Regions from separate parts of the Macaca mulatta genome. Here region 2 is linked to region 1. Evidence: chromatin contacts called from public Hi-C data. All regions are on one chromosome and are shown on one strand. The core of a region is the stretch at or near the end of the contact, and the rest is flanking DNA. Distances in the headings are between cores, read along the strand shown.

What was found. A called contact is a pair of places that touch in the nucleus more often than the background predicts.
Region 2: a contact with region 1 is called in a Hi-C map of cortical neurons, with 3 times the contacts expected there. The contact joins the promoter of GNPNAT1 here to the promoter of STYX in region 1. A contact is called at or near these places in 3 of 14 Hi-C or Micro-C datasets (cortical neurons, fetal cortex germinal zone and fetal cortical plate).

Annotation. Positions count from the first base shown.
Region 1 is chr7:125,852,293-125,858,779 of T2T-MMU8v2.0, forward strand. It overlaps STYX (serine/threonine/tyrosine interacting protein), which reads left to right and starts at 2,205. Exons shown (of 11, transcript XM_015143699.3): 1 at 2,205-2,569. The coding sequence starts at 2,513. It overlaps PSMC6 (proteasome 26S subunit, ATPase 6), which reads left to right. Exons shown (of 14, transcript XM_028851551.2): 14 at 1-38.
Region 2 is chr7:125,921,476-125,927,109 of T2T-MMU8v2.0, forward strand. It overlaps GNPNAT1 (glucosamine-phosphate N-acetyltransferase 1), which reads right to left and starts at 1,652. Exons shown (of 6, transcript NM_001260699.1): 1 at 1,505-1,652.

The DNA of each region.
Region 1 (6,487 bases), core at 955-3,454:
AAAGTTGAATAAAATCTGTTTGATTTAGTTCTCCTACATATATATTCTTGTCTTTTCTAAGAGTACATTTACTATGGTCCTTTAGGTTCTTTAGCAAGTAAACTATTTGATAACCCAGATGGATTGTGGATTTTTGAATATTATTTAAAAATAGTACCCATACTTGGTGTTCATAAGATCATCTTCTTAAATAAAACATGGATGTGTGGGTATGTCTATACTCCTCCTTCCAGATTGTATTTACCTATTCTTCATTTACTGTGATTAAGCTCATTGTTGATTAATTGAAAATATACATACACATCCATAACTTTTTAAAGAGTATGATTCAATGGAATATTTGCTAATATGTGACTTAGTTTTCTTGGTTTATGTAAGATGATCGGTCCCTGTTGAGGATGTGAAGGTCTGGACTCTCTTCCAGGAAATATTATAACATACACACAATTTTGCATATACTGTACTTTCAGGAAATGTATTGTTTCCCAGGCTCATCCAAGGACTCTTTAGGTATCTATGGATACCTGGCTAAGAGTGTATGATGTAGGGGATGTAGGAGTGTCAGAAATGTTCAAAACAAGATTTCTGTTACCTATACATGATTCTTTCTCGTATCATCTGGCAATAAAACTATAACAGTACACAAAGGAATCATTAGGCATAAATAGTTATTAAAGATGCTGGTGAAAAGAAAAGACAACTTCAGTTTCATAAACACTAAAGAACCAAAAATACATGACCTAGCTAATTACACAATAATTCTTCAAATTAAAAACTTCCTAGCAGGATATTATGTGCCTTTTTTTAATTTTAAAAGATGAAGAACAGTTAAAATAGTGATAGAGAAAATGGAGTGCTCAAGTTAGCCATCTAATACTCAAATTATACAGTTCTGTTTCTATGTGTTGGCAGTGCATTTTATGTGACAATATAAAAAGAATGTCAGGGGAGGTTTAAGTCAAATATCTACGTGATCTTTTCACTTATAATTTGCATTTAGTTAATGAGTAACTTGCCTTTTACCTTTGTGGCAGTGGTTGTTTTTTAAAGAATCAATTTGGTGTACAAATCCTTTCTTTTCTGTTTTTGAGACAGAGTTTTGCTCTTGTTGTCCAGACTGGAGGGCAATGGCACTATCTCGGCTCACTGCAACCTCTGCATCCCGGGTTTAAGTGGTTCTCCTGCCTCAGCCTTCCAAATAGCTGGGATTACAGGCATAGGCCACCACACCCAGCTAATTTTTGTATTTTTAGTAGAGACGGGGTTTCTCCATGTTGGTCAGGCTGGTCTCAAACTCCCGACCTCAGGTGATCCGCCCACTTCAGCCTCCCAAAGTGCTGGGATTACAGGCATGAGCCGCCGTGCCTGGTCCAAATCTTTTCATTGTGGGTTTACAGGCAAACGCCATCACGCCCAGGGAATTAAAAAAAGAAAGTTTTTTGGGGGGGGTGTCTTACTATTTTGCCCAGGCTGGCAAATTCCTTTTAAAAGATATTAAAAGCCATGTGGTTTATTAATTTTATTTCAAAATATAATAATTAGTGGAATAAGCTTTACAGTATTATACACAATTTACTGAGTCAGCTATCAGTTCCTTTTTCTGATTTTTTTCAGTTGTCATTCTTGATATTTTCTAGGTAATCTAAACGGAGTCGTATTTTCAAGTACTCTTAAAATACTTTTAAGATTGTTAAAGCATTGAGCCGTTTAATTCTTTGCTTAAAGGTGATGGGTGTTTCATTTTCTGTATGGCACTACGTGATTTTAAATCGAACTCTTCATTTGGTTATAAACTCAGCATAGATTGTGCAGAATTTTGAGAGGGGAGAAACTATAGCTTTCCTTTCGGATGCCACTATCTGGTGGGTAGCAGGTTTTGCCTGTCTGTTCTTACGTTAAAGAAGGGCTCTACGTCCTGTCTGGAAAGGGCGGAGCTGGCTCGGACCGCCCCACTGCCTTTCCCAGGACCTTCACTCGTCCTGTCCCACCGCAGCCCCGCCTCCTCCACGCCGGGTGAGCTGTGGCCTAGCAGCAACCGAGGCTCCGCTCCCCCACCCCCCGGCGTCTGCGCTCTAGCGAAGGGGCGGAGCAGGGGTGGTGGCGCGCTGACACCTGGCGGCGGCGGAGGGCGGGCAGAAGGCGAACGTGGGCTGGGATTGGCTGAGGCGGCGCGGGTGGAGGGGGCGGGAGGGAGGCAGCGAGACGGTTGTCGGGCTGGTACCCGTGCTGGATCCTGGGCGGCCTGAGGGTTGCGGAGACTTTAGGGGAGGGAGACGGCAGCGGCATGGCGGCCGGGTGTAAAACGCCCGACCCTCCTCTTATCCGTCTTCGCCGCCGCCGCCGCTGGAGTCACTGGGACCCTCTAGTCTGCGTGTGTTAGTTTAAGCCCGCCGCCCGCCTGTGAGCCCTCCGCTCCGCCGGCCCTCCTTCCTTCCGCCGCCGCAGCCAGCCCAAGGGTCGGCCGGCTGTGTAACACTCTCCCACCCCACCCACCAGCCCGCGGGCCAGCACCATGGAGGACATGAAGCTGGAGTTCCCTTCCCTTCCACAGTGCAAGGAAGACGCAGAGGTGAGTCGGCCCCGTGGCTGCCATGCACAGGCCTCTCCCTGTGGCTCCGGCCGAGGGGCGATCCCAGTCCCCAACCGTCTTAGCCCCCACCTGCGCGGGCGCCCTGCCTCCTGAGGGCGTCCCGGGACCTCTGAGGCCGAGCAGTCGGTTCCAATCCCGACTGAGTTTCTCGTCCTTTCCAGACCCCGCGGAGGGACAGCGTTTGGTGTACTTACATTTGAGAAGAGGAAAAGCAATCCCTGAGTCCCTAGGCTTGGTTGGCATCCAGGACTGACCTGGAGTAAGGTTCCTCTTTTATTGTCAAAGTAACTTGAAAGCGAAGTTGGTTTTAATCTCCTTTTGAGGAATGTCTGTGGTGTAAACGATTCACTTGTGGGACACATGGCCCCACATGCGGAGTAGACTCGGCGCCTGAAGTTTGGAAGCGCGCCTTCGAAAAGTTTCCCAAAGTTTTTTATTTTTAGACAAAGCTATGACCCGCACAATAAAGTGTCTCAAAGCTAGCTCATCTGAATCTGATAACTCTTAATCAGAAATCTCGACCTTTGGAGGAAAATTAATATTGAAAGTAAAATTCTATATACCTTTTCTCCTGGTTTCTAATTCGTGGCTATTTTTACTCCACCTTACATCCCTGCCTGCTGTTTCTATTCGGATTTTATTTTTCATCTGTTGCTAGTTTAACGTTTAACGGCATTGCAGACTACTAAATTAGAATTTTCTGGAGGCTAAATTAACAAGACGAAGATACTCAGCTATGCTTTAGTAGGATTAAGAAAGAAAATGTAACATCGCTAGTTAAAAATACCTTTAAAGTAGTTGGGAAAAATGAAGCCCTATTTTTAGGAGACCATTCAGTTTATTCCGAATATTTATTCTATTGAGTATCTTCATTTGAGGTTCTTTTTTTTCTTGAGACGGAGTCTTGCTCTGTCACCAGGCTGGAGTGCTATGTGGTGCGATGTCGGTTCACTGCAACCTCTGCCTTCCGGGTTCAAGCGATTCTCTTGCCTCAGCCTCCCGAGTAGCTGGAACTACAGGCGCGCTCCACCACGCCCAGCTAATTTTTGTATTTTTAGGGGAGACGGGTTTCACCATTTTGGCCAGGGCGGTCTCGATCTCTGTACCTTGTGATCCGCCCGCCTCGGTTTCCCAAAGTGCTGGGATTGCAGGTGTGAGCCACCGCGCCCGGCCTAGGTTCACATTTTTGTTTGGAGGGCGCTCTTGTGGTATTGATGCTTGACAATTACATTTGTTTTAAGAGTAGAGACTTTGTGACTGGGTATCACCATTGCAAAATGGAGTGCAGTGGTGCGATCTCAGTTCACTGCAGTCTCGAACTCCCATGCCCAAGCCATCCTTTGACCTCAGCCTCTCGAGTAGCTGGAACCACACCTGGCTTATTTTTATTTTATTTTTTTGTAGCGATAGGGTTGTTCCTTAGGCTGGTCTTGAACTCTTGGCCTCAAGATCCTCCCGCCTTGTCCTCCCAAAGTGTTAGGATTACAGGTGTGAGCCACCGCACCTGGCCCAAAACTATACTCTTTATTTTTTTTTATTTTTTTTATTTTTTTCTTTTTTTGAGACAGAGTTTTCACTCTTGTTGCCCCAGGCTGGAGTGCAATGGCGCTATCTCAGCCCACTGCAGCCTCCCCCTCGGGTCCTGGTTCAAGCAAGCAATTCTCCTGCCTCAGCCTCCCGAGTAGCTGGGACTACAGGCACCCGCTACCACGCCTGGCTAATTTTTTTTGTATTTTTAGTAGAGACGGGGTTTCGCCGTGTTGGCCAGGATGGTCTCAAACTCCTGACCTTGTGATCCGCCCGCCTTGGCCTCCCAAAGTGCTGGGATTACAGGCGTGAGCCACCGTGCCCGGCCAATTATACTCTTAAATAAGAAAAAAAGAGGTCATATTTAGGCTAGTTATAAAAATGAATTTATACTTAACATGCAATAATGTGAATGAAGAGTATGCTTTTATTTATTTGTTTGTTTATTTATTTATTTATTGAGACGGAGTTTCGCTCTTGTTGCCTAGGCTGGAATGCAGTGGCGCGATTTCCGCTCACTGCAACCTCCGCCTCCCGGGTTCAAAAGATTCTCCTGCCTCAGCTCCCTGAGTAGCTGGGATTACAGGTGCCCGCCACCACGCCCGTTTAATTTTTGTATTTTTAGTAGAGACGAGGTTTCACCATGTTGGCCATACTAGTCTCAGACACCTGACCTCAAGTGATCCGCCTACCTCAGCCTCCCAAAGGGCTGGGATTACAGGCTTCAGCTACCGTGAAGGAGTATACTTTTATATCCTCAAAATGATACAGTAATTTCAGCACTTAACTGCAAGCAACCTTACAAATAATGTAGAGGAGTCCCACATTCCAGGTGAAGAAATTGTACCTTACTGAAAATAAGTGATGTGCCAAATTAACAACACAGTAGCACAAAACACCAGGAGGACCTTGGCCTCCTAATTTATTGTTCTTTTTAATACACTTCAATTCTTCCCTGCCCTAATCTTAAAAATTCTAGTTTAAAAATTTCCCAGACTTTGCATTTAATCTGGTACTGTATATATCATTATGTATGCCTTATTCCTGCAAAACTGATAAATTCTTGGTGGGAATATACCTGTCTTTTCTGTGTGGGACTGTTGAAAACATACTCTTTTTCTGTGCTGCCAGATGTGTGGGGATTTTTCCATACCAAGCAGTTTTCCAGCAGGCATGAACTGAATGTCCCATAATTCAGTTCTGTCACGTATGTACCTGAAGTTAGTCAGATCCCACAGGTTAATGGCTCAGTCCCACAAGGGTGCCCCCAACCTCAGATGGTAACCACAAGTAGTAGGTTGTCACCTATACACTCCTGACTGACTGGAAATCAGGGTTCCCGTTACTCCCTCCTTGGTTCAGTTAACTTGCTAGAGTGGTTTACAGGACTCAAGGAAGTACATTTACGGGTTTATTATAAAGGATATTACAAAAGATCCAGTGAACAGACAGAAGGAAGAGATGAATAGGGCAAGGTATGGGGGAAGGGGCACAACACCATCCCCAGTATCACCAGTGAAGAGCCGTGATTGCAAGTTGTCCAGGTGCTTGGCGTTTTGAACAAAGAATTGGACAAAACTCCCAGCAAAGCAAAGACAGAATGAAGCAACAAAAGAACAAAAGCAGGGATTTATTGAAAACAAAAGTACACGCCACAGTGTGGCAGCCGCCCTAGCAGCCCCACGCTTTACAGAATGTTCTTGGGTCCAAATACCCCCTAGAAGTTTCCCATTGGCCACTCCAAGCTCACCTCATGTAAATGAAGAGATGGCTTGCAGTTGGCCTGATTGGTTGCCAAACCCCCCACCTCCCGTCAGTCGGCTTCGTTGTGGACAGCAACCATTCAGTGGCTAGAGTGAAGTTACAAAGTTGCAAACGAAGATTCCACCGGCAATCAGTCTTGATTTGTAGAGGACAGCCGATTTTCCATCTACTGTGCAGAAAAGGTGGGGGGTGGTTGCAACAGGAGTAGCCTCTGGTCCTTTTGTTACTTAGGCGTGGAAAGTTAGGGTTTTCCTTTCAATTTAGTTCTGGGAAGTCAGAGTGAAACAGCCTTAGATTCCCTGCCTCCTACTTGCCTCACTAGCACCTCCAGTGTTTCCATCCAGAAGCTCAACAAATCTTATCAACGGTTTTTATAGAACTTCATCTCCAGCCCCTCCCATAGAGGTGTGTGTGTGTGAGGCTGAGAGTGCAACCCTCTAGTCACATGGTCTTTCTGGTGACTGGCCCCACCCTAAATCACTTCATTAGCATAATCAGGTTTGATCATAAATAGTGGCTCATAAGTAACCAAAGACACTCCTATTAGAAAATTCCGAGAGTTTTAGGAGGACTATGACAGGAACTGGAGAGAAAGATCATGTATTT
Region 2 (5,634 bases), core at 402-2,901, 69 kb after region 1:
ATGCCTAGTGAATGAATAACGAATAAAACTTACTTGTAGGTCACATTTCAGAAAATCCAGAAGGACAAAAAAAAAAAAAAAATTCCCAAACTGCCACAATACCGCGGAAAACATACACCAAATTCATTTTTACTAGTCATCAAGTCAATTGAATATTTTTTCACTCAATTGAATATTTTTAAACAAAATTTCAACTATTTGGCTTCTGAGCCTCGGTATCAGATTGGAATACGAATTGGGGAGAGAGGCTGCTGCTAGAAGCAACCAACTGAGAGCAACAAGTAATAGACACCGGAGATAAAGATTTTAAAAGTCAATCTACAAATTTTAAAAACATAATCTAAGGCCAAATCTAAACCACCCTATGTATTTCTCAAGAGCTCCTGGGGCACCTTCTAAGTACAGGTGAATGGGGGAGGGGCGGACTTCGGATTCCTCTATATTCATTTTATAACAATTTCGATAACAAGAATCCATTCTGAATCTCTTTCGTTAATGATTTTTAACACACCTGGCCATGTTTATTAAATTGTGTAACTGCATGAATTTTCAAAAGTATTTTCTGATAGTTTATTTGACCTTTACAATCTAGGTGTTATTCCCAGTCTACAGATGAGGAAGCTGAAGCACCTGGAACTCCCAAGACTTGCCCCTTAGGTAACACAGCATATAAGTGACCTGGGGCTAGAATCCTCTTGTTTTCGCATCTTGACCTCGATTACCATCCTCAGCAGACCCCAATCTTCACATCATCCTACCATACAGCTAGCGCTCTCTCCCCTATTTGGCAAATCCTGCCTAAATTAATTTCTTAAGATCCATTCTAGGATTCGTTCATGAGGGATTATCCTAACAAAACGAATCGTATAATCGTCCGTTCAATTTTGTATGAAAATTTTAAATTAGTTTGGCTTACATAAACATCAGTTCCTACAACAGAAATCACAGTACACCACTCGGTGTTTCTAGAAGTAGGAGCCTAGGAAAAAGAGACAAAGGATGTCCCTCTGTACCGTGGGGAAAGCGCCGACCTAGTCGGTGCGGAGGTGGTCTTCGGAGCAGCTGCCTCAGGGGCTCCCGACCACCGTGGGATGCGCCCGGGAATAGGAGAAAAAAAGGGGCCTGGGAAGTTCGTGCCCATTCAAAACCCATGGCTGCAGAGAACGCGACCAACTGTCTCATTTCCCACGCCAAAGTCTGGGAAGCGAAGTTCCGACCCCAGTCCCAGTGCCAGTCCTGCCAGGCCAAGACCCTCGTATGGCCGGACCGCTGGCCATCATCCTTAACCTTTGCTCCAGGCGCGCGTGCGTTCAACTTCCTGGGACCCGCGCTCCACACCATGTGCACCCAGCTGGCGAGGATTAACGCCCGGCTCCTCCACAACACCCCCGGGGGCCTCGCCGGGGCACCAGTCACACCTGTTAGATAAACCTGAAGGCAGGCCCGCCCCAGCCCCCAGGACACACGGTCCAGCTCTCGAGCCCCGGCCCCGGTCTCTCCTCACCCGTAGAGGCCCCGCGATCGGCGCTCCTTGCCAGGCGCGTCGGACTCTCCCGCACCAGGGTGCACAGCACCGGATCCGGATCCGGCTTCAGCGCCAGCCCCACCTCCTCCTCCACCGCCCGCGCCACAGTCGGGAACCGCGGCCCAGACGTGGCAGCGCCAACGCCTCCACCCCGCCTCTACCCCCTCACGCAGGGCCGCGCGCAGGCGGGCGGAGGCGGAGACGGAGGCGCGGGCCGAGGCGCCACCGGCCCAGGCCCAGCGAGCGAGGGGCGGGGCCCGGAGAGCGGGGGCGGACCAGGAGGACGAGGGGCGGGGCCTGAGGTTCGCGTCGGCGCCCGGGGCGGTGGCCGCCGGACCAAAACTGGGCTCTCCGGGCTCCTCCTCCTCCCTCCACAAGGCCTTTCCCACCGCGTCATTGTCTCGGTTTATCTGCGTACGCCTGCCTAGCAGTCAGCCCAGCAGCGTAAGTGGTGACCAGTGTGGGCCTCTTTGATCCTGAGACTCGACCACTGGCCCTCTCCATTTGTCCCTTGTTGCCCTCCCTTCATGATTCAATCCATTAATTAGGACTTTTCCTACCAACTGGCAGCTCAGAGCCCCGCATCCCCAGGCCTCTGAGTCACAGTTCCTGCCTTCGTGAAACTAGGAGTCGGGGCCACTGCATTCTACTCCTTTGGGACTTGTTTCATTTCTCAGTCCCTCAAACGCTTTATTGGATGAACATGGAGTTCATGTTCATCCAATAAAAACTGCAACAGTTTTGCCGCCCAGGAGACATTTGGCAATGTATGAATCATTTTCAGCCTCTCATGTGGGAGAGAGGTGCCATTGGAATCTCCAGATGGTGGAGGGCACAGGTGAGTAGAGGCCGGGAATACTGCCAAACGCCTTACAATGCGCAGGACAGCGCCGCACAACAAAGAATTACCTGGCCTGAAATGTCTGGAGTGCTGAGGTTTAGAAACCTTTCGTTAGAAGAAAAGTGACTTCCTTCAGAGCCCCATTTCTGAAGTGTCTTACCTAAGTAGCACTTTGTCCCTATTTTAACAGATAAGGAAACAGAGGTTCAGAGATGTTACATAATTTACTAGTCTCGTAGCTAGTAGCTCCCCTTCCTTGCCTTGTACCATAATTTTCGATTTATTGAAATCGCAAAGTATTTTATTCTTAAGCAATAGTATTCAAGAACCCCATAGATCGTATACCAGACATTATATTTTTTGCTCATTTATGAGATTTAAATTTCAGTTAACTCCTTTACTGATTTATGCTTTCTCAGAACTTCAAACATCAGTGAGCTGATGGCATCCACGTCTCTGTTTTTATCTCTGTTTTTACACCCATACATACAAAAGAATATATAGGGCATGAACAGGATGTGGTGGTGTGCATCCATAGTCTCAGCTACTCCAAAGGCTGAGGCAGGAGGATCACTTGAGCCCACGAGGTTGAATGCAGCCTGGACAATAGAGCAAGACCCTGTCTCTAAAAAAAAAAGAAAAGAAAAAGAATACACAAGGCATAAATAAAAATAAATACTCATGGCTGGGCGTGGTGGCTTACACCTGTAATTCCAACATTTTGGGAGGCCTAGGCAAGTGGATCTTGAGCTTGAGTCCAGGAGTTTCAGACCAGCCTGTGCAACATGGCAAAAACCTGTCTCTACAAAAAAATACTGAAAATTAGGCAGGCATGGTGGCAAGTGCCTGTAGTCCCATCTACTCAGGAGGCTGAGGTAGGAGGATAACCTGAGCTTGGGAGGTAGAGGCTGCTGTGAGCCATGACTGCATGACTGCACTCCAGTCTGGGCCACAGAGCAAGACCCTGTCTCAAAACAAACAAAAATTTTAAAAAAATACTTATGTACACACCACTAATCTTAAGCACCTGGCCCTCCCCGTTTTTCTTAGCAGATTTCTGGTCAGATGTTTTCAGTGATTTTCTCCTGTACAACAAACTGCTGTACATTTTATAAATTAGCAAAAAGTGAAATGTAAGCAATTATATAAAATCACAGAACACAAGACTTGTAAGAGGTACCCCCAGAGATCTCATACATTCCAGATATCCTCCTCCTTACCCACATTGGGCCATAAGAACCCAATTTCTCATTAATAGACAAAGTCGATCACTCTGGCCAGTAAAGTTAACCCCTTTCTTTGCCTGTAGGTAGGTTCACTCGGCAATGAGGAGCCCAAGATAACCAGGAGACAGTTTCAACTTCTGGTTTAATGGAACCATTGGAATGTCCTTTGGTGATTTTTATTTATTTTTCTAGATTCTTAGAAGAAATGCTGCATTCACCAATATTCCTTTTTTTTTTTTTTTTTTTTTTTTTTTGAGAGGGAGTCTTACTTTGTAGCCCAGGCTGGAGTGCAGTGGCATGATCTCAGCTCACTGCAACCTCCACCTCCTGGGCTCCGATTAAGCAATTCTCCTGCCTCAGCCTCTTGAGTAGCTGGGATTACAGGTACACGCCACCACACCCAACTAATTTTTGTATTTTCAGTAGAGATGGGGTTTCACCATGTTGGCCAGGCTGGTCTTGAACTCCTGACCTTGTGATCCGCCCACCTCGGCCTCCCAAAGTGTTGAGATTACAGGTGTGAGCCACCACGTCCAACCAACAACAATATCCTCATCGGCACAGATAAGGCTATTATATGGAAAAACATGGATGTCAGTGATTCAGTTGAGAAATGATTCAGGAATGTTGGCCTGAACGAGAAGTTTAAGAATACCTTGGCCAGGCACAGTGGCTGACGCCTGTAATCCCAGCACTTTGGGAGGCTGAGGCAGGCAGATCACAAGGTCAGGAGTTCAAGACCAGCCTGGCCAACATAGTGAAACCCTGTCTCAGAAAAATACAAAAATTAACCAGTGTGGTGGCACACACCTGTAGTCCCAGCTACTCAGGAGGCTGAGACAGGAGAATCACTTGAACCCGGGAGACAGAGATTGCAGTGAGCCGAGCTTGTGCCCATTGATCTCCAGCCTGGGTGACAGAGCGAGACTCCATCCCCCTCAAAAAAAGAATACCTTAACCAATTTATTTCATTTATATTTTCCTCTTAATGTTTGCACAGGAATTAGATATAACAATCCATGTCTAATTAAATATAAAAGAGTTGTTTCACTAGGTATTACAAGTTCCAAGTGATAAGATATTATAGTTTTAAATTAGCCACATTGTTTCTTTCTTAGTGGTATATAAATTAATGGTGTGTCATACAATGGATGTGTCTAAGACTGGATGAAATATGGTACAGGCCGGGCACGGTGGCTCATGCCTGTAATTCCAGCATTTTGGGAGGCTGAGGTGGGCAGATCACGAGGTCAAGAGATCGAGACCATCCTGGCCAACATGGTGAAACCCCATCTCTACTAAAAATACAAAAATTAGCTGGGCGTAGTGGTGCACGCCTGTAGTCCCAGCTACTCAGGAGGCTGAGGCAGGAGAATCACTGGAATTCAGGAGGTGGAGGTTTCAGTGAGCCAAGATCGCGCCACTGCACTCCAGCCTGGCAACAGAGCGAGACTCCATCTCAAAAAAAAAAAAAAAAAAGGTAATATGGTACATACTTAATATGGTCTTAAAGTTATAATTCTCTGTTATTGTTTCAATGTCCCCTCCAAAACTCACATTTAGATTTAATTGCCATGGTACAGTATTAAGAGGGGGAGGCCCTTAAGGGGTGATTAGGTCATGAGTGCTCTTCCCTCACATAATATGGATTAATGCTGTTACCATGGGAGTAGGTTCCTGATAAAAAAGGATGAGTTCAGCTCCTCCCTCTCTTGCTTTCTCTTACACCACTCCTTCCATGTGATGCCTTCAGCCATGGGATGACCCTCAACAGACACTGGTACCATGCTCTTGCTCTTCCCAGCCTCCAGAACTGTGAGCCAAATACACTTCTTTTTATTATGAATTACCCAGTCTTGGGTATTCTAATACAGTAGCAGAAAACAGGCTAAGACATTCTCTAAACATGTTTATAAATTATTTCATTTGATCCTCATATGAATCCTGTGACATAAAGTGGGCACTACTATTTCCATAATGCAAGTGAAACTCAAGCAATTTTCCTTTTCTTTTTGAAACAAGGTCTCACTCTGTTGCCCAGG